7 separate regions of the Mus musculus genome follow, and all the other regions are linked to region 7. A link is a contact called in public ChIA-PET, HiChIP or PLAC-seq and promoter capture Hi-C data. All regions are on one chromosome and are shown on one strand. Each heading gives the region's core, a stretch centred on a gene start, on an enhancer-like site or on the middle of the called end of the contact. The rest is flanking DNA. Distances are from core to core; before and after follow the strand shown.

Region 1 (3,640 bases), core at 78-2,577, 530 kb after region 7:
GGTGGTTTGAGGAAAATTTTGAGGTCCATCCCTCCTGGGAAATGAGCTGCCCCTTTATGCAGAATACTCATATTGCCTATCAAATCAATGGTGTTGCAGGACACACCTTCAAGTGACCCCATTCTAAGTTTGATCCCAAAGGACAAGAGTGGTGGCTGTGGGGGCTGGAGAGATGGCTCAGTGGTTAAGAGCACCGACTGCTCTTCTGAAGGTCCTGAGTTCAAATCCCAGCAACCACATGGTGGCTCACAACCATCTGTAATGAGATCTGACGCCCTTTTCTGGTGCATCTGAAGACAGCTACAGTGTACTTAGATATAATAATAAATAAATCTTAAAAAATTATTTATTAAAAAAAAAGAGTGGTGGCTGTGATTGTCCTGGTTGATAATTCATTATTCCTGTTCATCTCTTATTATACCTGAGAGCTGGAGAGATGGCTCAGCACTTAAGGGCATTTTTGTTTTTATAGAAGATTTGGGTTTGGTTCCCAGTACAAAATGATGGCCAATAACCATCCGTAACTCCAGTTCCAAGGGATCTGACACCCTATTGTGACTTCTATGGGCCCTAGGCACATATGTGATACATGTAAATGAAGACAGGAAAAATACTTATACACATAAAAATAATAAATCTTTTTTAAAATCTCTTATTGTACTTAATTTACCAATTAACCTTATGAAAAGTACATATGATAAAAAGACATTGCATATATAGAATTTGGATATCTATTTTTGGGTGTCCACTGTGGGGCTTGAAATGTTTTACCCATAGACTTTGGAGGAGTCTACTGTAACAAGGTATTTTGAGATTCCTCTGCATCACTTCAGGTGAAATTAAAAACCTAAAATTCATAATTTTGGAACCCAAAAATTATCGGCTTTAAAATGAATAGATGTGGATTTTGGAGAATAGGAGGATATTTAGGTCAGCTGGGAGTCTGATCTTGACTCAAGCTGTGGAATGTGGTTGTATAGGTCATTGAGGACATTAGTAACAGTAAGCGATATGGGAAAGAGGAAAGAATAGAAGGAAGCGAGTGAAAGGAGCCAGGTAAGCGAATGGACAGAAGTATCCTGCTAGATTCAGCCCTTGTCTCCCCTTTATTTTCTGCTCTGTGCCATTCTCTGCAGATGAAGCATAGTTGTACAAACAGATATATGCTTGGAATGTAGCAGGGAGGAGGGAACCAAGCAAGCCAGCTACTGCTGAGAAACAGGAACAACGTATGTGCCTGAAATAGAAGGGCATGCCTCCCCTGTGGGAATTCTTGAGAGCTCGTCAGGCACAGCTGCAGCTCTGACACTTGGACTGTGCACACAGGAGCCTGGCCGGGCTCTCAGCCAGTCACTTTGCTGCAGCATTCTCTTTGTTCCAGTCCTGGCCTGGCCTAAGTCACCTTGGAAACGAATGGGTCTATAAAACTAATGACAAAAAAAAAAAAAAAAAGCTGTACATAAACCCTGTGTGATCATGGGCCCATGGAAGACTAGCCAAACTGTGGGCCTGACAGAGTAGGGACTCATTTCTAAGCACCATGGCAACCTAGATTTGCTTGAGGCAGTTCTGTGCCTTGCAAGTCCCACTCTGCCATGCTATAACTTGTGCACTGCCTGATCCCCCATTCCAGCATCAAGGCCCTTCTGGGTTGCATCAGACTTCTGGGAATTCAGAGCTATTTCAGAAGGATGGAGAGTGAATGGGTTATCTTTGGCCCTTTATTTACAGCAAGCAAAGCTGTGCCAGTGGGAATCCTACCTGATCTGATAGATTCCCATCAGACATAGAGTTTTGCACCTTTGCCTGCATTTTTTATAAGAAGGGTTTTTTTGTTTTTGTTGTTTTTGTTTGTTTTTGGCTAGGGTCAAGTGCATCCTCTGTTCTGTTCCTTTTTTTTTTTTTTTTTTTTTTTTTTTTGTCACTATAGTTTTCTTTTTCCTGATGTACACTCAGGTCACTTTCTACACAACCTGATGCTTCTATCCACATGCCACCAAAGTTTCCAGGTTCTGACACTGAGGGACAGCTGCTTTCCACTAAGCCTTTGGCCTCACTCAAGCGTCACTTTGAAAATCAATGTAAAATCAAGAGCTAGTGATACATTGTTCCGTGCTCTAACTTGACCACATTCCAATAAGGACAAACAGGGACATCAGTGTGATAAGAACAGATTCCCACAAGAGTGGCTGGAATCCAAAAACAAGAAATAATAACTTTTACAAAGGGTGTGGTGGAACTATCTTTTACTGTTGCTGGGAAGTCATTTCAGGAGACAAACAGGCTAAATATACTCTTACCACTGTGAGGCATTTACTCAACTGACTTGAAAACTTATGCACACACAAAAATTCCCAAGCAAATGCTTATAGTAGTCTTATTGTCCAAATGTGGAAGCAACCCATGGATATTGTATGGATATACCACTGAGTGTTTATTCATTAACACGTGAATAATGAATAACACATGTTAATGAATAAACACTCAGTGGTATATCCATACAATAGAACACTATTCAACAATTAAAAAGGAAAATATCATCAATCCAAACTAGAACATGAATTGATATTAAATCCATATCAGTAAAGAAAAAAGACAATATAAAAGGCTATAATAATACTATATTAATTAGGTTTATGTAACAGTTTGGTAAAGGAAAATAGAATAGTGTTCTTGAGGAGTTTAGGAAGGAAGAAGGCTAACCAGGAGAACCACAAGGGATCATTTTAGGGCCGTGAAACTATTTTGTGTGATATTGTAGTGGCAGAAATACACTTTTCAAAACCCATAGAATTTTACAGTACAAAGAGCAGATTTTTAATATATAGGATAAGAAGGAAAGAGAGAGAGAGAGAGAGAGAGAGAGAGAGAGAGAGAGAGAACAAGAAAGAAAGGAAGAAAGAAAGAAAGAACAAGAAAGGAAGAAAGAGGATAAAATCCTCTGCAGCTTGAACTACTGAATTAGAAGGAAATTTTTTTAATGCAATTTGCTCATGAAGACAACATACTACTGAGGAAATCAAGGGAAATTCATAGTGTTTGATGCCCGATACAACTAACTTGAAATAAAGCATTTTTGGAGTAGAGAATAATGAAAAGGTGGCAAAACCCAAGTTCATCAGGGAAATAGCTAAATACAAGTTGTGTTCAGGGGCCATGTAGTATTCCATGTTTGGAATGTAATTAGTAAAAATGTATAAGGAACAATGCAAGCCCTGGCACTATAAAAAGCAATCAAATTGTTGAGACCTTTAAGTAACAGGGTTTTTTTCATTTTGTTTTGTTTTATTGTTTTTTGTTTTTTTCATTTTGTAAAATAGAAATGCTATTTAAATATATGAGTAAAATTAATAAAACATGATTTTGGAAGAAAGAAAGAAACAAAGAAAGAGAAAGAGAAAGAGGAAAGAGAAAGAGAAAGAGAAAGAGAAAGAGAAAGAGAAAGATAAAGAGAAAGAGAAAGAGAAAGAGAAAGAGGAAGAGGAAGAGGAAGAGGAAGAGGAAGAGGAAGAGGAAGAAAGAGAAAGAGAAAGAGAAAGAGAAAAAGAAAGAGAAAGAAAGAGAAAGAAAGGAAGAAAGGAAGGAAGAGAAAGAAAGAAAGAAGAAAGGAAGGAAGGAAGGAGGAAGGAAGGAAAGAAAG
Region 2 (3,458 bases), core at 445-2,944, 770 kb after region 7:
TCCCATTACAGATGGTTGTGAGCCACCATGTGGATGCTGGGAATTGAACTCAGGACCTTCAGAAGAGCAGTCAGTGCTTTTATCCGCTGAGGCATCTCTCCAGCCCTAGAATAGCCTGTTATAAATGGAAATATGTCTAATTCTCATCAAACTTCTAGGGAAAAGCTGCCTTTTCTTTCCTCCCTTCCCTCCCATCCCATTTTTTGTTCATTTTAATCTTAAGATTTACTCATTGTTTTCATCAACTTTGTAATTGTAAGTTAACTTAATCCAAAAGAAAAAATTAACATTCTGATCCCAAGAAATTCTTTCAAGTTACAATTTAATATATTTTAATATATTTGCTCATAGAGCAAAGTATGAGGAGTCAATGGAAATGCTGTGGTTTGAAACAAATGGCATACACGGGATTCTAGGAACCTGCCTCTTAAACTGGAGACCATAGAAATGCACAGGGCCCATGATTGAATAGGAAAAAATTATTTTCATCCTCCACATGTTCTTAATTATGAACACAGGCAACCTTTGTTATTAAAGTGTGTAGTTTAGATATATTCAAATGCCATTTACAATTGTTTTCCAATTTAAAAATAACATTAGTTATTAGACTTGACGATGGCTCTGTTATTTAATTTTAAAAAGAGCACACATGTAATTACTTACATATATGAAACTATTGCAATACAACAAAAATTAAGTTGTTATAATTCTTTCAACCGTCTACTTCCTGTATAATCCTATATATTTCATCTTATGCATTTAAAGACATCTCTGTGGTAAGGTGTCTTGAGTTTGTCAATGGGATAATTAAGATTACTCTGGGCGCCTTCTTGCTGCTGGGACTTTTGGAGTAGACACAGCAGTCGCTGCCACTAAAGAGAAGAATTACCACACTTATGGCTGTGGTTCGGTGCTCAGTATTTCAGAGGCCTCCAGGCAGGCTACACACTGAAAAAACGTGCAGAATCTCTCACTGGTACAGAGTAGATTTGTCACAAATAGGAAAATATTAATTCACCCCCACAATATTCTTAATTATGAATGTTGGCAACCTTTGTTACTGGATAATCTGTGTAGTTTAAATTTCAAATGCCATTTACGATTGCTGTCACTGTGCATCCTAATGGGAAAAAAACCCCGCAAACTATGGCTCGGTAACTGTGTTACAAAGAGGAACTTCACTGGAGAAAAGGCAGGTATTTTTCTGAAATTCCGGATGCCAAGGGTAAGTAAGCCACGAAGACAGGAGGGAGCTCATTTCTGTCACGTGTTTTGCTTTGGGGACTCTGGCGACAAAACAGCCGACAACCCACTTCCTGTTGACTAAACAGCACCTCACCCTGCCAGAAAGGCCGGGCCGCTAAATCTGAGACTTCCGCGCTCGACTTTACAGGCTTCCGGTCCGCAGCGGGTTAAGCCAACCTCGGCGGCGTCGCGAGGATCCCACGCCTCAGGCAGACAGCCCGTTCCTCTCGCTGCTTCTCACGGAGAGTGACAGCTCGGAAGGCAAGAACCTCCCTCCAGTGCGTTGTCATCCGCAGCAGCGCACACTCCGTTCCAGCTCTGCAGCCTGGGTAACATTCCCTCGTCGTGACTCGTAGCGGCGCCGTTAGCTTACGTTGAAGCGTATGATTGGCTAGACACCTCTGACCGCACACGATTGGGTACTGGTGGCCAGGCTCCGCCCCTTCCCCACCTCCGTCCCGCGGTAGCCGGGTGTCCTCGCGCCGCTCGTCCGCGCGCTGCCTGGCAGTTTGCCTCTTCCTCGTCTGTCCTCCAGCTTGCGTCCATGGCCACCGCCGCGACCGAGGAGCCCTTTCCTTTCCACGGTCTTCTACCAAAGAAGGAGACCGGGGCCTCCTCCTTCCTGTGCCGCTACCCGGAGTATGACGGGCGCGGGGTGCTCATCGCCGTCCTGGACACAGGGGTCGATCCCGGGGCCCCGGGCATGCAGGTGAGGCGGCGCCCAAGGGCCCGTAGCCCAGAGGGCCGAGCCTGGAACAAGGCGGGGACCGGACGGGCCGGGGCGGCCCGGACAGCTCTGGGAGACCTCCAGGCCCTGTTCCCTGTCCACACAAAAGCGGTGTGGTCAGCGTGGCTGTTCGGGATCGGGGGCCGCGGGGAAGCTTTGCTGGTCAGCCTGGGCGTTCCAGGCCCCACACCTCTTCAGGGTCCGCACCCGACCTCGGCATGGGAAAATTTTACAGTTTTATAGGTCTGGGAGGGCGCGGGAGCGTGGGGGGCACCAACGATAGGGGTAACAGCCTTGAAGAGATCCTTAGTGATGTTTAAGAGATACTCGTTTTGGCAAGGCCAGCAAAGTGAGTTCCCAGAATTCGACCCAGTCCGCTTCCGGAATGGTTTCTTCTGATACTTTTGTTCTATTTTTAAGTTATTTGCTGGTGTTTGTTCAGGGTCCTTGAAATCTTTTGGGTTAGTCTTTTTTTTTTTTTTTTTTTCAAAGGGCCCGACTAATTTGTTTCGGGCGAACTTTTCAGGCCTTATAAAATGTGCATTTTAAACGAGAGAACATACTTTGATTACGACTTCCTAAAAATGACTTCATTTCCTTTATTCAAGTTAGAAGTCTTTAAGAGCAGGGACCTTACTGATGTTAAAAAAAAATGCCTGAATAAAATGTATTCTGTGTTTAAATAGCCTCTTACTAAAACCCCCTCATAAGTACTCTCTAACCTTTGTTGAAGAGCTTATCTGACTAAAACTAGAGTTTATTTACCCTCTTTTCGGTCCGTGGTCAGTTTATCAAATAGATAGATTAGATCACATTGATACCATCTTATCCTTGTTCCTCACAAAAGAGGGATACTAATTCCTCTCCTCCTAGCCCTTGATTTGTTTCCTCCAATCTTTAGTTTTCTCATTGTGCTGCCTAATAATTGACATAAATGGATGGGAAGGTAATTGACGTACATGTTAGAGGTTATTGGAAAGGATAGGAAAGAAGCCTGTGTGGACACTCTGGGACTCTCAGGGAATCCTGCTTCCAAGTGTTTGTTACTTCTTCCCCTTTCTGGTGCACACCTGAGCCCTGAAGCACACAGTGTCAGAGTCTCTGATTAGAAGTTCAAGTGACTACAGTTATTTTATTAATAGTAATTGCTAAGGTTTAAAACTTGGTAACAGCAATGACACGTTGTGAATTTATTACACAGTGGAAGTGCTTCCCAATACACAGGAGTGTGTGTTTACTTTTTGTAGGGTGTGGGAGAACAACTAGGGTAAGTGGCTCACTAGTTCTTAGCGTTAGAGGTTCAGAAAATCCTGAAGATTTTGGCGTAGTACTACTCAGTGGACATTTGTAGAATTTTTGGTTCTGGTTAGAGTATTTTGTTTCTGTAAAGTAACAGTTTTTACCCCATAGGATTACTTGATAATTGAGCAGCCAACACACATGATTTTACAGTGCTAAAGTGTTAAGTACTTTTTTTTTTTTTTAA
Region 3 (3,602 bases), core at 846-3,345, 720 kb after region 7:
ATGCCTGGGAATGGAGTTTCCTCTGGGTGTTGTGGGACTGGCTGCGAAATTCAAACTCAAGGTCTGTACAGGGCACCTGCCCAGACCAGAAGGAACCCGTGTCACTGGTCGGGCAGAGTTCCTGGGTTCCTAGGTCTTGCTGGTACCAGTTCCTTCTGGTGATGGGGCAGGCAGATGTGTCCTCCTCCCCTCTGATCCTGTAAAGTACTTTTCCTCCACCTATAATGCATTGTACAGTTTCACATTGTGCATGTGAAAATACAGTAAAGAAAAATAATTTAAAATAAGATCATAAGGCATTTTGAAGATGATGTCTTGTACTTGCTGGTTTTGTATTTCAACTTAAAATCAGCTGCAGTTATTACAGAGAAAGGAACTTCAGCTGAGGAAATGCCTCTAGCAGACCCAGATGTAAGGCGTTTTCTCAGTTAGGGTTCAAGAGGGGAGGTCCCAACAATTACAACACAGAACTTACTTAATGCATTTGGAAGATTCTATTGTAAGCAACATTCTTGTTTTCTTCTTTAAAACACACCTTTACTGCATAAGATGTTTAAAGCTAAGAGTACACGGGAACACTAAAACAAACACTTCTTGTTATTAGCACAGAGAGGAACACTCAGACATTCACGTTGTACTGTGTTTTGTGTAGCATCTATGTTAAAGTACTTTTCTTCCAGCTATATCAAATTGTACAATTTTCTGTGAAATGTGCACGTGAAAATACATTAAAGTAATGACATACAGTGTTGCAGACTAAAGAAAATCCAATAAGAATAAGAACTGTTTAATGCCTTTTGAACATGACGTCTACTGTGAGAAGATTTTCTGTTTTCTTCTTAACAACATTAATTTACCACCTAAGATGTACTCAGGAACACTTAAAAAAAACACTCTTCTCGTTATTAGCACACAGAGGAACATGCATTCATTCACGTTGTACTGTGTTTTCTCTAGCGTCTATGTTAAAGAACTTTTTTTTTCCAGCGGTAGATCATTTTACAGTTTTCTGTGAAATGTGTATGCAAAAATATATGAAAGTAATGACATAAAGTACCCCATATAAAGTAAATTAATTATAAATAAGAATGTTATGCAATTTGAATATGACATCTATTGTGAGTAAAATTCTTGTTTTCTTCTTAACAACACACCTTTACCTCCTATGATGTTTAAGCTAAGTATATATGGGAGTTCTAAACTAAACACCCTTCTGATTTCTAGCACAGCGCAGAATACACAGGCATTCACATTGTACTGTGTTTTGTGTAGCATCTATGTTAAAGTACTTTTTTAAAGCTATAACGCATTGGACAATTTTCTGTGAAATGGGCATGTAAAAAAACAATAAAGTAATGACATACAGTGTTGCAGACTAAAATGCAAGTAAGAACTTACTTAATGGAGAGCGAAACCAATGCCTGGCTGGGAGCAGCCGCCACGGAGGTCTTTGGCCAATATCGATTCCACCTGTCCACAAACATGGGGAATATCTTTGCAAACCTCTTCAAGGGCCTTTTTGGCAAAAAAGAAATGCACATTCTTATGGTGGGCCTGGATGCTGCAGGGAAGACAACAATTCTATACAAACTGAAGCTGCGCGAAATTGTGACCACCATTCCCACTATTGGTTTCAATACAAGAATACAAGAATATCAGCTTCACTGTGTGGGATGTGGGCGGCCAGGACAAGATCCCGCCGCTGTGGCGCCACTACTTCCAGAACACCCAAGGCTTGATCTTCGTAGTGGACAGCAATGACAGAGAGCGTGTGAACGAGGCCTGTGAAGAGCTCATGAGGATGCTAGCTGAAGATGAGCTCCGAGATGCTGTTCTCTTGGTGTTTGCCAGCAAGCAGAACCTCCCCAATGCCGTGAAAGCGGCCAAAATCACAGCGGTCACAAGCTGGGGCTGCACTCTCTACGCCACAGGAACTGGTACATTCAGGCCACCTGTGCCACCAGCGGGGACAGGCTCTATGAAGGACTAGATTGGCTGTCTAATCAGCTCCGGAACCAGAAGTGAACCAGACCCCCTCCATCCCCCTCACTTCCTCTTCTCTGCCCTCAGCTTTCCTCTCATGTGGCAAACGTGCAACTCTGTGGTCCTAAGTGCCAGAAGCTGTCTCCATGGGTTGGTCACATTGTGCATCGCACCGTGCTGTACATGTGCAGACGCAGCCTGCAGCCAGGTTTTTATTTAATGTAAATAGTTTCTGTTTCCACTGAGGCAGTTTCTGGTACTCCTATGCAATATTACTTAGCTTTTTTATTGTAAAAAGAGAATCAACTCACTGTCAGTACTGAGAAGGGATTTGGGTGTAGGGGCACCTGGCCTCCGGGAGCCATTGGGCTGTAAACTGGTGTCGGTATCCATTTGGTGGTTGGTTTTTAACCCAAACTCAGTGCATTTTTTTAAAAAAATAGTTAAAAATTCAGGACAAGAACACTTGAACACACAGAACGGAGACTATGCCTAGTGTAGGTTTTGCAGTTAATGGCCTGAATGCTAGTTATCAGATCACCTGTCTCGCTGTGGGAACAGGAGAGAAGGTGACAAACAAACCATCATCCGCCGCATGGTCACAGTAGAGCCCCCGTGACTCGCATGTCTTTGGGTCACCTGCATTCCATAGCATTGTGCTTGTACTTGTGCTCACACGATTACGTAGGGTAGGCTGGGAGCCATTGTGGGGTGCAGGGCCTGGCTTGTACTTGGTGTGTGCAAGGCCCAGTGGCAGCCTGCATACCCAGCCTACTCTTGGGCCCACTTGGACGCGCTGGCAGGAGGCCTGGGTCTCACCAGCAGGAGTGCGTGCAAGGTGGGAGGGTCGGCCCATTACAGACCCACATCCTGGAGCACCCCCATCTCCATGTGTGAAGTAGCTTCCTCCCTCAGCCTGCAAGGGTCCGATTTGCCATCGAAAGACGACCTCTACTTTTTTCTTTTGCATTTTGATAAACACTGAAGAAGCTGGAGCTGTTAAATTTATCTTGGGGAAATCTCAGAACTGGTTTATTTGGTGTCGTGGAACCTCTTACCGCTTTCAATACACAATTAGTAATCAACTGTTTTGTATACTTGTTTTCAGTTTTCATTTCTACAAGCACTGTAATTATAGCTGTTAGAATAAAGTCTCTTAACTATTAAAAAAAAAGAACTTACTTAATGTGTGTTGAACATGACATGTCTTGTGAGAAACCTTGTTTTCTTTTTTAAAAACACACCTTTATTGCCTAAGATATTCAAAGCTAACTGTACACGGGAACTCTGGATATCTCTAGTGCTAGCTGCACTCACTGTCTCTGCCTGGGGCCTGTCCCTCCGGTTATCTTGTTTGTGTCAGGACTCCTCAGGGTCCAGTTGTCTCTGTGATCCTGTGATCCTGAGATCCTGGGTATAAGAGCTCCTGGGAGTCAAGCTGCCTCTGGGATGCTGACGTCATGGTGTGACAAAGCTCCTGAGATCCTGTGATCCTGTGACCCTATGATCTTATGATCCTGGGTTGTGTGAGAGCACCTGGAAGTCCAGCTTCCTCTGTGTGCTATGTTCCTGGCATGTTAGAGCTCCTGGGGGTCCAGGTTCCTCTGGGTGCTGTCTTG
Region 4 (3,342 bases), core at 310-2,809, 660 kb after region 7:
CATATTTACCTGTATTACCCCTGGCAGGATAAGGATCATACCTATACATACAGTTAAGCACTCAGCTAACTTAGGCATTACTAATAAAACAGTAATAATTACTCAGCTGTAAGGGGTCTTTTTCTTGAATAATCATCTTCTTCAATACAGACCACACTTGAAGTTAATTCTTCCTTCCTTGCTGAAACCAATCAAATCTACCAAGCCACCCAGATCTAAAACTTCTCCTAGCAACCAGAAGCCTTTCCAGAGCTTCCTGGCTGCTGCTGCTGCTGCTGCTGCTGCTGCTGCTGCTGCTGCTCCTCCTCCTCCTGCTCCTCCTCCTCCTCCTCCTCCTCCTCCTCCTCCTCCTCCTCCTCCTCCTCCTCTTGCAACAGCTGAGCTGTAGCAGCCAGTCTGCATCCTACTAACACCATCATCCCATCAGTTGAACCCACGTTCCAAAGTACCTACTCACCTGGGAATCAGACCCTGGAAACTCAATCACTTAGCAGTTTTCATTCGAGTATGTTTGCCTGGGTGGCCAGGATTCAGAAGGAGCTCACTCACTCTGAGAGCTATTTTTAGCCCAATTTTGGTACTTGGTAAAGTAGTAATAGCTGTTATATCCAGTTGCACAGAGCAAAAACAAACAAACAAACACCAAAAAACTAGACTTTGCCTTCTCTGAGAAGCTGAGGGCCCCTCAAGATAAACAGGCTAAGGATCCAATTGACACCCGCCCCGCCTGCCCCCTATGCTGTGCCTCCTTCCGCGACACGCTGGAGGAGTACCTGGTGGCGCGGGAGGAGAGTGGGGAGCGGGGAGTGTGAGACAGGATATCAGAGCATGGCCACACAGGGCATCCACGGAGAATGGCAACACTCAGCTGCTGAGTAATTTTCCTGCGGAGCAAACAGTCGGAGCAGGGACCCTGCCAATAGCTATAATATTTTTATCCTACTTAACCAGCACCGTCCCCAAGGATGTCCCCGCGCCGCACTCTCCAGGTTCACCCTAACCCTAACCCTGGGTGCTGTGGACAGCACAGCACAGCGGTTCGGGTCAGTACGAGCTGGCGGGCGCTGCGAGGTTGGCCGAGTCCGCAGTGTCTACAGCTCGGGGAACGTGTCCACCGCGTCCCGGGCAAAGGCCCCAACACCGGCCACCGGTCCGACGCCGGGCCTACGCGGAAGCGGGCAGCAAGCAAAGCGGCCAGCGGCTCCACAGCACAAGTTCAGCCTCGTGGAAGCTGTGAACCGGTCCCCGGCCCTGAACAGCCTGCTGCTCGGCCGCAGCGCCCGCTCCCCGCCGCGCGGGAATGAATGGGCTCCCGCCCACCGCGCACGCACTCACAGGCGGCGTAGGCGAACAGCGCGATGCCGAGCAGAAGCTTCATCCTCCTGCGGTTGACTGAAGAGACAAGGCGCAACAGCCCCTTGCTCACCATGCCCGGGAACCGCTCGGGTCCGGGGCCTGCCGCGCCGGCCAGCCGCAGCACAATGCGCGGCGGCCCGAGCCCCGCCCCCGTGCACCAGCCCCACCCCCGCGCGCCCGGCTTCCTGCCGGCTAAACCACTGCGCTCGCGCGGCTGGGTCCCGGCCTCCGGCTCCGCCCACAGCCGTGCCCCGCCCTCATCCTCCTTTTCCCCGCAAGCGCAGTGTAATCCCTGAGTTTTCAGGATGGTGTCAATCAACCAGGGATGGGTGGGCACAGTGGGTGGCTCGGAGCGCGCATGCGCAGCCCAGTGTGCTTGCCCCCTTTTCGCTGCTGGGGTAGCGTTCGACGTTTGGCGCGGATCTCGGAAGTTCGCCTGCAACTTGCAGGGCGCTTGCGCGTTCTTAGTCCTACACGGCCGGCTGGGCTGTGGCCTCGCGCTGTTGGAGATGAAGAACTGGTTTGCTGTAATTGGTGTGTCTTGACAGTGAACAGTTGAGTTTCTATGAGTGCGGGGCTAGTAAGTTGCCTTCTTAGCTGTTCTTTTTGCAAGGCAGGAAAGTGATAAATCCCAAACGCGCCGGTGAATCGACAACACTTCTCTTCATTTTCTTTATTTTAAAGATGAAGGGTATATTATCATGAAGAGGTTGTTAATCGTTGGAATTTAGGACAAACCACACTGCAGTGGGAACAGCAGAAATGAGCAGGGATCATTTCTGGTACAAAGTGTATGGGAATAATTTCAGAACAACAGACACTTTGCCTGATCATAGTTACCAAAAGCGAGACAGAATGCTCTGGTTATGTCTTCTCCTTAAGCATAGCACAATGAGATCTGAGGTACTTTTCCTCTCAGATGTTTGAATATTAATGAGACTCAGTGTTGGCAGACAGTTTCACATTCATAACAACCCTGATAAAAGATAGAAACATGAGGGCTGCTTGAAGACCTATGAAGAAAGGGTTGCCATCTTCAGATTGTATGAGTGTACTGTAATGTTGGGATGTCTGCATGGTTAAGGAGGGAAGAACATAGACCGGAGACTGTGACTCTGGATTTTCATGTCTCCATCTGTAAGTCATTTCCAATTCAGGAATTTTCTGGTGAGTTTTAAGAACTAAAAACTATCCATTGAAAGGACAATTTAGAGCAAAAGCTCCACATCCTATCAAATAGGCAGACTCTTGTCAAAAGTAACTACATTAATAGTGTAGAACACAGAGGTTCCTAAAAGTGACCCATAAAACTTTGCTTTGAGCAATAGTGATAGGAAATGGTGAATTAATCAGTTGATTTTGGACTGTATCACCCAGTACTGTATTGTACCTGTCAAGCTATATCCTAAGGGAATGCATACAAAGAGTCTTCAGAAACACATGTTCTGCTAGGCCTTAGGGTATTTGATAGAATCAGAAAAGTCCTCTTTCCTTAAGATACCTTCCATCCATCTGTCAGGAAATTGTCATAATAAATGCATACCCTTTTGTCTGTAACATTGTACAGATCTATGGTGTATATCTTAAGTGCATCCAGGAAAGGAAATGGAGTTGAATGATATTCCCTGTGCACTAGGGGCTGTGGAGCTGGGTAGGTATATCTGCTCTGATGGGGTTTTCTGGAGTGCAACTGGATTATAATTACTACGAGAGCTCCAAAGAAGCAAGCTGCTGAAACATGAAAAACCTCCATAAAATAGTCTCTCTCCTCATGTTCTTCCCTGTTTGTCTCCATTGACAAAGACACATAGTCAAGGGCATAGACAGGGGAAGGAGATGGTACTGAACTGAGTCAAATGGAGGGAGGGAATCACCATACAACTATACAGCTTATAACATAGTAAGAAACATCAAGTCATATATAAAAGAGAGCATGTGGGAAGAACAGCAGATTGTTCATTTTAAGGTGATAATTTTGAAAGACAA
Region 5 (3,321 bases), core at 685-3,184, 590 kb after region 7:
CTGCCATGCCTCCCCTGCTGTGATGGACTAAGTCCTATGACACTGGGAACCAAAATAACCCTTTTCTCCCTCTGAAGTCGCTTCTCTAAGATATTCTGTTACAGCAATGAGAAAAACAACATATACACCTTAACACTGTGTTTGGAAATTGACGCAAGTCCTAGTTAACAGTAACTTTGAACCTGACCGACTAGGACTACCTGTAAGATAGATAGATAGTCTCAATACAGGAACTGTCTTTATCAGGCTGATCTGTAGATACTACCTTGGTTGTCATAACTGATGTAGGACAGTCCAGTCTACTGAGGATAGCACTGTTTCCTTGGCAGGCTATCATGAGATGTATAGGAAAACTAGCGAGCATGAACCCATGAGCAAATCAGCAGCACTCGTCCATGGTACCTACTTCCAGGTTCCTGTCCTGACTTCCTTCAGTGATAAACTATGACCTGGAAGTGTAAGCCAAATAATCTCCCTTTCCCTCTCCAAGGTGCTTTTGGTCAGAGTATTTTATTGCAGCAACAGAATAAAAAAGGACAATGTGTTTATATAGAGAGGCCACATAGGAGGTCCAAGCCATTTTCACTAACAGAGGATCACATACCACTGAATGGCCTATGGAGAAAACCTCCTAACAAGGGCCAAAGCTTAGGGGACGGACAAGGGGGTAGGGGAATGCCTTTCTCCCTAGGCAGTGGGCCTCCTTCAAACTTACCACAGGTTCCCACCCCAGCATCAGTTTTGCTTTTTTGATGTCTGGTTTTCTTTTCTGTGGGTCATCCTGGGCTTCAGAGAGAAACTGAATTTCACTTCCACTACCTGAGTTATTGAAAAAGAAGAAAAAAAAGAAAGTTTAAAAAAAAAAAAAAAAAAAAGGTAAGGCGAAGCGCATCTAGGGGGCAATGTTTTACCATCTATGACAGGGAAACTAATCTTACCTGTAAGCAAGGTCCCTTGTGGCTCTCAAAGCCACATAGGGCAGTCCTCGAAAACCTAGAGTGTGCCTGCATAGCTATTACTAAGCAACCACATGCAGGCACCAGGCTTGCTTCTGGTCCCACAAGAGCACAAGGGCTTGTGCCGAAGACACACCTCCACCTCAGGTAACAGGTGCACATGTGCCTAAGGGAACATCTACAAACACAAATATATAAATGTGGGCTGTAGCCATATTGGAGATGGATGCTCCAAGTGGGCCACACCTGGGTGTCAAAGGTCTAGGAATTCTCTTTCATGGGGATCAGGTGGCTTATACTGTTCTGTTCTTAATCAACAGCATGCAGATGGTAACTAGGAGCCCATGAAAACCTAGTCACCAATGTTCTAGCCAGAGAAAGCACAGAACCAACTTATGTCACATGAGTTGTCAGCTCTGCTGACACACAGAGATGTCAGCTCTGCGGCTGCATAGACTATGCAAAGGACAGAAAAGCCTGGCTTAGCACCCTGGGGTGGGGGACTAGACCCCAGTGACCACAAAAGAGAGCTACTGAGTGACCACCAGGCAGACCTGCATAAGTTATAACAGCACAGTCACACACACAGAGTCACAAAGCAGCAAGATGGAAATCCTAAGCCGGCTTTAGTGTGCTTGTCACGGTTTTCTAAATTCTGAAGTGCACATGGATCACTGTGCACACTCTGATCCAAAAAACGAGCTCACACCCACAGTGCTATGATACCAAAGCATCTGGCCCATGGTTTCCATCTGGACAGCAGAGGTTTCAAAGGCACAGTGACTGGAGGCACATGGTGAGTGGAGCAAACCTTCTCTCAACAGTGGGAATGCGTAACTGGGAAGCTAGTCTGAATGGGATTACTGGAACCACACAGTGTTTGTTGTGCTTATCTGGCAGAAGGATTATAGCTGTACACAGCTGCTCACCACAGCCCTGAGCCAAGAAGGAAGAGCCCATTCAGCCAAGGGTATCACAGGGTCAAGTCAGAGCAGCCTAAAGCACACGTATCATATAATGGTTCAGGCCAGACTGGCATATCCTGAAATCAAATTTCTGGATTGGAGACCAGGTTTCCCAGAGCTCCGTCAAGCCTGAGTATGAGGCCAGGAAGTACCTTCTTGGCACCTGCAACCCAGGAACCAGGCCAGACCCAGGGATATCCCGCTCCCTGATGGAAACACTGTTCCAATGTCACACAGCCTAATCCAGCCTGGCCAGAGCTAATGTCACTCTCCCCATGCTCCTGAAATCTGGTCGCAACAGGGACAGTGTTTATCACACCTGGAGGTCAAATCTCTGCCCCACACTCCATCAAGACATGCAACTAGACCTGGAAGTCAAACCCATCTCATTTCATCCTCCCTCTAATCGCCAACTCAGAACTGGAAGTGTTCCTCATTAAAATTAATACTCTGGGGCTGGAGAGATGGCTCAGCAGTTAAGAGCACTGACTGTTCTTCCGGAAGTCCCGAGTTCAAATCCCAGCAACCACATGGTGGCTCACAACCACTTGTAATGTGATCGGATGCCCTCTTCTGGTGTGTCTGAAGACAGCTACAGTGTACTTACATATAATAAATAAATAAATAAATAAATAAATAAATAAATAAATCTTTAAAAATAAAATAAAATTAATGTTCTGGTACAATTAATCAGCTTCTACTTTCTAAGGAAGGTGCTACTAACACAGGGTAAATAAATACAGATGAGTTCTTTCAGAGTGGTGTAGCCTACTTACCAACAAGGTTTTTAATTAACTGAGCAAATTCCAGGATTGTGTGTTCTTCTGGATTTCCCTAAAAAGGAAAGGGATTCTCTTATAAATGTCATGACAATGGCAGTACTTCCCTACCTGGACCACATGACTTCAGACACATTTGCTGCATCAACCATCAACTCCCAGACAACCCTGTCTCCAAGTAACTTCACCCCAGCTTTTTGTCCCACTGGCAAATTCTGGAACGGTTTTCATCCTGGCCAGGTACAAACATATACTACCTAAGACCTTCATCTACCTGCTCTGAAGAAGGGCCTTCAGGTAAGGCAGGGTTATTTTAAAAGGGGGCACACACATTGGGTGAGCTTCTAAGACAAGTAACCTTAATCTACCTTTTCTTTCACTTTAGTGATACTCTGTATATCTGGTTTCACAATACTGGCTCTCCTAAGACAACATACTTCCTCTACGAGAACTATGCCAATACCTTCTCCTACAGAGAAAGCTCCTGCAGCAATGGATGATGTCATAGACCAGTGTCCTGGGTGAGCCACAGGAACAGTCTCCATGAGCTTGATGAAGTCAGCTTATTGGGGTGGGATGGGTAAGTAGTTAAGATCTGTTCTGCCTTTTTCCATCACACTT
Region 6 (3,404 bases), core at 239-2,738, 940 kb after region 7:
CTACTGCTCCTTAAAAAGACTTAAACTAACATATTAGTCTTGCACCTCTATCCACATCAATGCACTTCCCCTTCCAGTTCCAAATATATCAAGAACTGCCAGTTTTTGTGTGATCTGAAGGCTTTTATTAATTCAGACTAGTTTTATAGATTCCCCCCCCCCCCGTTGGTTTAACCACTGCTTTTTAAGAGTTCATTATTCAACTGTTAATATCTCCAAGGTGTCTTTCCCAGTGACTACCCCCCCACCCTCGCAAAAGCCAGGTTGGGTGGGGCCTGACTATAATCTCAGGATTTGAAAGGCAGAAAGGAGAATCTGCAAATTTGAGACCAGACTGGGCAAGACCCTGTCTCAAAAACAGAACAAAACAAACAATAACAAAACTAAACACAAAACAACCAACCAACCCCATAAAGAACTCTTTCCTGTCACTTTAATGGGATTTCAGAAAAACAGTACACTTAGATACATGTTTTTAAGTTAATATCAACCTGGGAAGCTCTTCCAGACTAACCTGTGATTTTAAGGAAAACGGCTTTCCTCCAGACTTCATTATGAACTTGTTCTAGACTGCTTCAGCAACACCGAAAACGTCCCATATGGTAAGCGCTCGAAGCGACTGTTATCTCCGCCCCCCCCCCCCCCCCCACGCTTTAGATAAGGGAGGACGGAAGCCTGGCTCAGCCTCAGTGTCGCCCCACAGCAGAGGGAGAACACTGCACCAACCCACCAACCCGGTAGAAACAAGGTGACGACTGTGACACAAAACAAATATAGCTGATGCGGTACGGGGTTCAAACGTCCTGGACAATCAAGCCAACAGTTTAGGGGGGAGGGGCTACTCACACTCACAAGGTAGTTATTTTCTGGTAGTTAGCTTCCACTAAGCTCCCCAAACGCCACGGCCACCCGACTTCCAGTTTAAAAAAAAATAAACATTTACTCACTGTCTGTTCCGTCTGCAGCACTACCTAGGCTGTCACCGCGCGAACAAAACTGTGAGTTCTAGGATCGCCGGGGTCGACCAACCATACGACCAAAAAAAAAAAAAAAAAAAAAAAATTCCAAACCCGAGGTTAGAGGTCGACGGGAACCGTCGTTTATTCGCTTAACGAACGCGCGCGTCCCGGGCCCGTCTGGGAGGAGGCTTAGCTCCCGTCACCCCCAACAGCTCGTGAGAGTCGCCGCGGCCCGGCTCCACCTGCCCGTCGTCCTAAACCCGTGTCCACCCTCCTCGGCAAAACAGACCGTCGGCGGCTGCCGGCCGGGAGCGCTTGGCTTCCACGGACGCCTCGGGCGGAGGAGAGCAGCAGCCCCCGAGGAGCTGCCGGCCGGCCTCACCACCGCTGCCTCCACTTCCCGCCGCCGCGCTTACCAGCGAACGCACGAGTGACCGCCAGCGCCCAACCGCCCTCACTCTCTTCAGGGAGCGAACTAACACGCTCGAAGCGACCGCCTCGCCGCCCCCGTCAGCGCGGCCCGCTACTGCGCTGGCGCACGCAGGCTTCGCCCGGGGCTCGTGGGGCGCGCCGCGAGGCTCGCCGGGAAAGAGAGTTTTCTGCCGGCTTTTAGCTCGGCCACGCCCCTCGCGGGCGCCTGGAGGCTGGACTCCTGAAGCCGGAGTCTGTATGCTGGGACCGCCGAGCCGAGCGCGGGAAAGGATTTTCTTGTCGCTGCCTTGGCTTCTTCCGGTCTGATCAGCCCATCGGAAGACACGGAGTCAACCCTGACAACTTCTTTCCTCACATCCCGCCGTGAATTCTTTATCCCTTTGCATTTCAGGCGGGTACGATTCAGTACCTCGCGGGCATAGGACAGCTATGCATGCGGCCCAAAACAAAATCTTGCACTTAAAATTCTCTCATTCTCTCTCTCTCTCTCTCTCTCTCTCTCTCTCTCTCTCTCTCTCTCTCTCTCTCTCTCTCTCTCTCTCTCTCTCTCTCTCTCTCTCTCTCTCTCTCTCTCTCTCCTCTCTCTCTCTCTCTCTCTCTCTCTCTCTCTCTCATTTATCAATCATCTATCTATCCATTCACCTAAAGTATTTTTATTTTTTGGCGACTTGACCTCGTAATTCCCTGTGCGCCAGGCTAGGTTAAGCCTCCCACATTACCATTGCCTGCTTTGTCTACCGGTCATCAGAAGGGTGGGTTGCTAGCATCCTTGTGCCCATCACTTCATTTGGATAACCCTGAGGGTATATAGGACCCATCCACTCAGTCCCACCCAAAGACTTCGTACCTTCCTCTTTAGAGCCAAATAATCAGAATTTCCTCCTGTTCTTTCAGGGGCTTTGCCACTTCACCCCAAACCTACCAAGCAAGCCCAACTGCAGAGGTTTGACTCTTCCAGTTCCTCAGATTGCAGCTTTTACTTAGGACTTCATCTACATGTCCTTTTTGTCTTTTTCCTTAAGGAGTGTGTGTGTGTGTGTGTGTGTGTGTGTGTGTGTGTGTGTATTTATTTGACTGACTCTCCTGATTAGGATAACACGTGGCAAATGTTTACTAAATGAATTAAATCCCCCTTATGCACTTGGTTACCTGCCCTCTTCTGACACAGTACATATTAAGAAACAACTAAGGGAAAGCCATTTATGACAAGTGCTTTCTCAAGTTACAGTCTTAACATTTTTAAATTAACACTTCCTTATTGTCTGTTAACCTGTCTTCCTTCTTTCCCTCCTCTGCCCGTTTTCTTCCCCAGACTCTCTCCTCTCTTCTTTGGGTTCTTGAGTGTGTTACAGTGTCAAAAACCAGGAGCCAACACTGAGATGTTGCAAGGGAAAAATTTTACTCTTACAGCCAGACAAGACTTAAACTCTCCTCAGTAGTAGGAGAATAAAAGCAGCCCAGACCAGAAACAGGCCTTTTTATGGCAAATGAGCAAGTGATTTTTAAAAAGACAGACAAAAACAAAACAAAACAAAAAACGGAGCCAACAAATGGAATTTTGGAGTTATTTTTATGAGCATAGGAATGGTACATACTCTGAGTAGACAGTGAACATACCATGAAACAGTTTATGGTCACCAATTCTTGCAAGAATGGAAACAGTTTACATTGTATCATTCACAAGATTCCTGCAGAAAAACATGAAAACAACAAACCCGACTAACCAACCAATGACATAATCAAGGTGACCTCTAGACGTGGGTGTGCTTATGGTGTGATCTGTCCCTTAATGGAGTCCGTACTGCCACTGTCCGCTCTACCACTAACACATTGCCAGCTCAGGTCTGATACCTTTTCTATGCTTTATTTACCTGTCCTAAGTTTCAATTTCCAGTAATTGTACACTCATTTGCAGCTATCATCAAATTCTAAGGGCATCTTATCATTTCTAGAGGAAACTTACCATTCCCTCTCTTACCTTTCACACCAGACACCCACCAATATGATTTGTGA
Region 7 (3,690 bases), core at 226-2,725:
TTTTATGGTGGCAGGGTGTTGGTGGGGAGGGAGGATCACCATGGCTGCAGCATGTGGTAGGTTACTCCTGGGATTGCAACACTTTGGGGGCTGAGCACCAGTTTGAGGCTACCGGGGATGATGGTACTGTAAATCCCAGGCTTTCCTGGCTACAGAATGAAGCTTTATCCCAAACAACAACAACCGAAACAATCACCACACATACAGCCACACCAACAAACACCCTTTCTTTAGATCTCTCTACACTACTGCAAAATTGGCTACACACAAGCCAAGTAGTACCGCAACATGAGACACATCTAGAGCAGTATTTTGAAGACAATCTCGTGCTAAGTCCAAATTATAGTTAACTACATCCCAAAATATGCGTAAGAAAGTGCATGCCACAAGTTGGCTTCACCGAAGACAGCTGTAGACTTCAAAAAAATGCCAGCTTTGTTGAGTTCCAGAGACACAACTGAAGACTATCCAGCAAATATGGCTAGTTCTTCACTTAAGATCAGAAAAAAAGCATTTCAAGACTTTCTTTCCACAAGACTGAAATCTATCAGAATTCTTTTCATTTAAAAGTGTTGTTTTTCTCCCCCCCCCCCCCCCCCGCCATGGCTCAGGTTTTAGTTTGGGTGGTTAGTCAAGATGTGTGGTCACAGGCAAACTCCCACTTCTTCTCAAAGGAAATGCTTGGCTATCCACGTGCTGACCAGCCTGTCACCTCCTTTCCATAGACTTCAGGGACCAGTTCCACTTCATCCCCCGCCCCCCGGGGGGGGGGTTTGCCTGTGGGCAGTTCATTGTCTCCCACCACCTGGAAGTGATCCACCCCTACAGGGCTGCAACCCTCCCTCTGGACATCAAAGGTCCCTCCCCACCATTTCCAAATTCGGCTCTCCTATGCTCAGGTTCTCCAACACTCATGATTCTGGTCCTCTCTGCCCCGCATCTGCTCTTCCTGGGGGTGTCTTCCTGTAGATCAACTCTCAAGTCCTGAAGTCTCCCCTCAAGCCTTCCCCCAAGCGCCCTCCCCCACCACATTTCCGATTCACTGTCGCCCCTTCATCTCCCTCCCCTTCATTTCGAGTCCTCATCCTAAGTATGCCCAGCTACGCTCTCCTCTCTCCCGGATCTGTCCTCTCCGTTCTGGGTCCCCATCCCGAGTGTCCCCTGCAAATAGGGCTCTCCTATCGCCAGAACCTGTTCTCTCCGTTTAGGTCCCTACCCTGATGCTGTCTGCACAGCTCTGCTCCGGTCTCCTGGGTCTCCGCCCCACGGTCCGAGTGCGCTGGCCACAGGCTCTCGACGCGTCCTAGGGCAGCGGTCTGGTGGCGATCCTTGTGTCCCAAGCAGGGCTGTGGCCTGGGCGGCCGCAGTAGTACTCGCGCGGTGGGGCCGGGGTCTAAGGGAACCCAGCGGACTGTGGACCGGTGGCGGTGGCGGCTCAGCGGGCGGAGTGCAGCAGGAGCTGCGCCCGCCCTCGAGAACCCCCGCCGAGTCATTTGACCATATAAGGACACACGCGCCCGGGCGGCGGGCTGGGCGCGCTGGCCAGGAGAGCCAGGCGCGGTAGCGAGCGCCCCTCGGCAGCCAGCCGGTCGTCGTCTGTTCCCCTGATGACGCTACCACAGACCTTTTGTTTGACTTAACCTCCTTCCTTGCTTCCTGGTGTTTGGCTCACACGGTCAACCCTCGCTGCGTCCTGGCCTTGGCTCCAGGGCTAGTTGCTATGCAGTGCAGAGAGCTGTAGCAGCTGACACCCAAGGGCGAAATGACATGGGGCTACTGTCACCAGGACACGTCCGGGTTGCGGGGTCCTGCCTGAGTGCAGCCTGGTGCAAGCATGGATGGGTCATTTGCAGATTTGGGGGAAGGAACTATGTGTGTGTGGTGCACACAATGACATGGTAGCCTTCTGCGCCTTACCTTGCAGACACTTTCCATCATGGAATGAACCAAACCGATGACCTAGAGAATCATTAATTAGTTCCACTAAGGAGCTCACTGATAGAAGGCCCTTTGCCCAACACTCAAGGCTAGAGAACTGTTGAACATTCAGTGGCTCCCTCTGGGAAAAAAGAAAACACTGGTCTTAATGTGTCCTTCACACTCTGAAGGACAAGATCCTCTGCAGAGTTGGCCTTTAAAAGGGGCACGGGACACTGTTCAACACAGTGTTGGGAGGCATACGGTATCCTCATGCCCAGGAAAGCCAGCTTCCTCTCTTGAGCAAATGAGTCCATATGCGGGCACGGTAGAAGATGGGCATGTGGAGAAGCAATGAAGGCCTGGGGTAGTGACTTGTCAGTGTTGTGAGGTGACAGAAGCCACTTGATGAAGGGATTCGCTTGGGTGCAGGGTCTGTGAAGGGATCTAGTTGGTCATCACTGAGATGGTATGGCCACTGGAAGGATGGGAAGTGGCTGGCCACATTTCCTTCTCAGCCAGGACACAGAGAGAAAAGAGACTGGTGCTCAGCTTCCTCTACCCAGCTCTTGAGAAGTGCTGTCCACCTTGGGGGCCAGTCTTTCCTCCTCAGTTAAACCTCTCTGGAACTACCACAAAAATTCTTCTAGAGGTGTGTCTCCTAGGTGATTCAAAACCCAGTCAAATGGACAGTGAAGAACCATCACTGGTCGAAGCTGTTTCCATCATTCGAGGGGAGCTGAAGGCAACACGTTTTCCAGTAAAGGCAGGAAGAACTGTGTGGTGGCTTTCTTCTGGTTGATACTTCCTGATTGGTGTCACTGGAGGGTCTCCGTGGTGGAACCTCAGAACTTGAGAAACAAGGGTGTTAGAATAACTGCCACGCAGTCAACATTAGCTACCTCTGGCCACTCCAGGGATCTTCAGGCCCTTTTGGTAAAGTTAGTTATCTCAATTAAATGATGAGGACTCTAGATGAGGTGAAGAGTTTCAGCTGAGATTTGCACTGATGTCTATGAGCTAGCAAGGCCATGAGAATATCTTAAAGGATGAGAAATTCTTAACTCCCGTCATTCACTCGGGTGACTCCCTGGAGTTGACACTTTCCTCAGAGGAGAGTGAGCAAGCTGAGGTGGGACACAGGAAATCCATCCCACTCCTGTCCCCATCTTGCAATTGAGGGATAACCTAACTAAATTCCCACTGATGGTCAAGGTACACTCTATCTTGGATTCAAAGTAAAGGGTACGTAGACAGGCTAATGGCTCTGAGGCTACTCAAGTTAGCTTTCTTATATGTAAGAGCTACAAACTGCAAAATGGTCTCATGATGGTGAGCCTTCAGCCTCATTTCTAAAACTCAGGTTCAAAGAGTAACAAAACGCCGATTCTATATTTACCCTTTCCTGTTTTGTTTTGTTTTGCTGTTTAAATTCTGTGAGTTATGCATTAGCTCTTATTCTTATTGAGGTAATTAGTTGTATAAATTTTCTTCTACTAACTACAATATCTGTGCGACATTGATTGTTATGTTGCTTTCTTTTTTTTTTTTAAGGTTTATTTATTTATTTTATATGAGTACACTGTAGCTGTCTTCAGACACATCAGAAGAGGGCAACGGATCCCATTACAGATGGTTGTGAGCCACCATGTGGTTGCTGGGATCAGGACCTCCCAGAAGAGCAGTGAGTGCTCTTAACCTCTGAGCCATCTCTCCAACCCCCCTATGTTGCTTTCTTAATTAAATGTTCTGTGATTTATTTTTGTATTTTCT

The links. Promoter capture Hi-C pulls out the DNA fragments that hold promoters and counts their contacts. ChIA-PET counts read pairs in DNA pulled down with a chosen protein or histone mark. HiChIP or PLAC-seq counts read pairs in DNA pulled down with a chosen protein or histone mark.
Region 1: an H3K4me3 HiChIP or PLAC-seq map of forebrain shows a contact between it and region 7, with 3 times the contacts expected there. The contact joins the enhancer-like site here to the promoter of Fhl2 in region 7. A contact is called at or near these places in 6 of 39 promoter capture datasets (the HPC-7 cell line, cranial neural crest, embryonic stem cells and 2 more) and 3 of 115 datasets of contacts at active chromatin or transcription factors (cardiomyocytes, forebrain and stem cell-derived neural progenitor cells).
Region 2: a promoter capture Hi-C map of second pharyngeal arch cranial neural crest shows a contact between it and region 7. The contact joins the promoter of Tpp2 here to the promoter of Fhl2 in region 7. A contact is called at or near these places in 5 of 39 promoter capture datasets (the HPC-7 cell line, cranial neural crest, frontonasal cranial neural crest and 2 more), 1 of 484 Hi-C or Micro-C datasets (the MNK3 cell line) and 4 of 115 datasets of contacts at active chromatin or transcription factors (T-cell acute lymphoblastic leukemia, double positive thymocytes, embryonic stem cells and 1 more).
Region 3: an RNA polymerase II ChIA-PET map of memory CD8 T cells shows a contact between it and region 7, with 5 read pairs. The contact joins the enhancer-like site here to the promoter of Fhl2 in region 7. A contact is called at or near these places in 3 of 39 promoter capture datasets (cranial neural crest, embryonic stem cells and liver), 1 of 484 Hi-C or Micro-C datasets (the G1E-ER4 cell line), 2 of 115 datasets of contacts at active chromatin or transcription factors (T-cell acute lymphoblastic leukemia and memory CD8 T cells) and 1 of 9 other capture datasets (embryonic stem cells).
Region 4: an RNA polymerase II HiChIP or PLAC-seq map of embryonic stem cells shows a contact between it and region 7, with 8 read pairs. The contact joins the promoter of Uxs1 here to the promoter of Fhl2 in region 7. A contact is called at or near these places in 5 of 39 promoter capture datasets (cranial neural crest, frontonasal cranial neural crest, liver and 2 more), 7 of 115 datasets of contacts at active chromatin or transcription factors (the 230-238 cell line, astrocytes, embryonic stem cells and 4 more) and 1 of 9 other capture datasets (liver).
Region 5: a promoter capture Hi-C map of hippocampal neurons shows a contact between it and region 7, with 1.9 times the contacts expected there. The contact joins the enhancer-like site here to the promoter of Fhl2 in region 7. A contact is called at or near these places in 6 of 39 promoter capture datasets (the HPC-7 cell line, HPC-7-derived erythroid cells, cranial neural crest and 4 more), 1 of 15 datasets of contacts at CTCF or cohesin (large pre-B cells), 1 of 484 Hi-C or Micro-C datasets (neural progenitor cells), 4 of 115 datasets of contacts at active chromatin or transcription factors (embryonic stem cells, memory CD8 T cells, neural tube and 1 more) and 1 of 9 other capture datasets (macrophages).
Region 6: an H3K4me3 HiChIP or PLAC-seq map of embryonic basal ganglia shows a contact between it and region 7, with 6 times the contacts expected there. The contact joins the promoter of Tex30 here to the promoter of Fhl2 in region 7. A contact is called at or near these places in 1 of 39 promoter capture datasets (pre-B cells), 5 of 115 datasets of contacts at active chromatin or transcription factors (embryonic basal ganglia, extraembryonic endoderm stem cells, memory CD8 T cells and 2 more) and 1 of 9 other capture datasets (liver).

The regions. Positions count from the first base shown.
Region 1 is chr1:43,697,399-43,701,038 of GRCm38.p6, forward strand. No RefSeq gene overlaps it. Among named protein-coding and RNA genes, the nearest start is that of Gm30634, 15 kb to the right of the region's middle. Within about 2 kb of position 1,328, at least 92 of the 459 cell types and tissues checked have an H3K27ac peak or open chromatin away from gene starts, as enhancers often do. A contact at or near this core is called in forebrain, where this site is marked.
Region 2 is chr1:43,932,300-43,935,757 of GRCm38.p6, forward strand. Tpp2 (tripeptidyl peptidase II) reads left to right here and starts at 1,695. Exons shown (of 29, transcript NM_001310540.1): 1 at 1,695-1,954. The coding sequence starts at 1,790.
Region 3 is chr1:43,886,571-43,890,172 of GRCm38.p6, forward strand. It overlaps the pseudogene Gm19587. Among named protein-coding and RNA genes, the nearest start is that of Tpp2, 46 kb to the right of the region's middle. Within about 2 kb of position 2,096, at least 31 of the 459 cell types and tissues checked have an H3K27ac peak or open chromatin away from gene starts, as enhancers often do. A contact at or near this core is called in memory CD8 T cells, where this site is marked.
Region 4 is chr1:43,826,280-43,829,621 of GRCm38.p6, forward strand. Uxs1 (UDP-glucuronate decarboxylase 1) reads right to left here and starts at 1,560. Exons shown (of 15, transcript NM_026430.4): 1 at 1,336-1,560. The coding sequence starts at 1,429.
Region 5 is chr1:43,753,002-43,756,322 of GRCm38.p6, forward strand. Uxs1 (UDP-glucuronate decarboxylase 1) reads right to left here. Exons shown (of 15, transcript NM_026430.4): 13 at 2,698-2,755; 14 at 716-819. Among named protein-coding and RNA genes, the nearest start is that of Ecrg4, 24 kb to the left of the region's middle. Within about 2 kb of position 1,935, at least 20 of the 459 cell types and tissues checked have an H3K27ac peak or open chromatin away from gene starts, as enhancers often do. A contact at or near this core is called in hippocampal neurons, where this site is marked.
Region 6 is chr1:44,100,953-44,104,356 of GRCm38.p6, forward strand. Tex30 (testis expressed 30) reads right to left here and starts at 1,489. Exons shown (of 6, transcript NM_001356297.1): 1 at 1,376-1,489.
Region 7 is chr1:43,162,486-43,166,175 of GRCm38.p6, forward strand. Fhl2 (four and a half LIM domains 2) reads right to left here and starts at 1,476. Exons shown (of 6, transcript NM_010212.4): 1 at 1,217-1,476.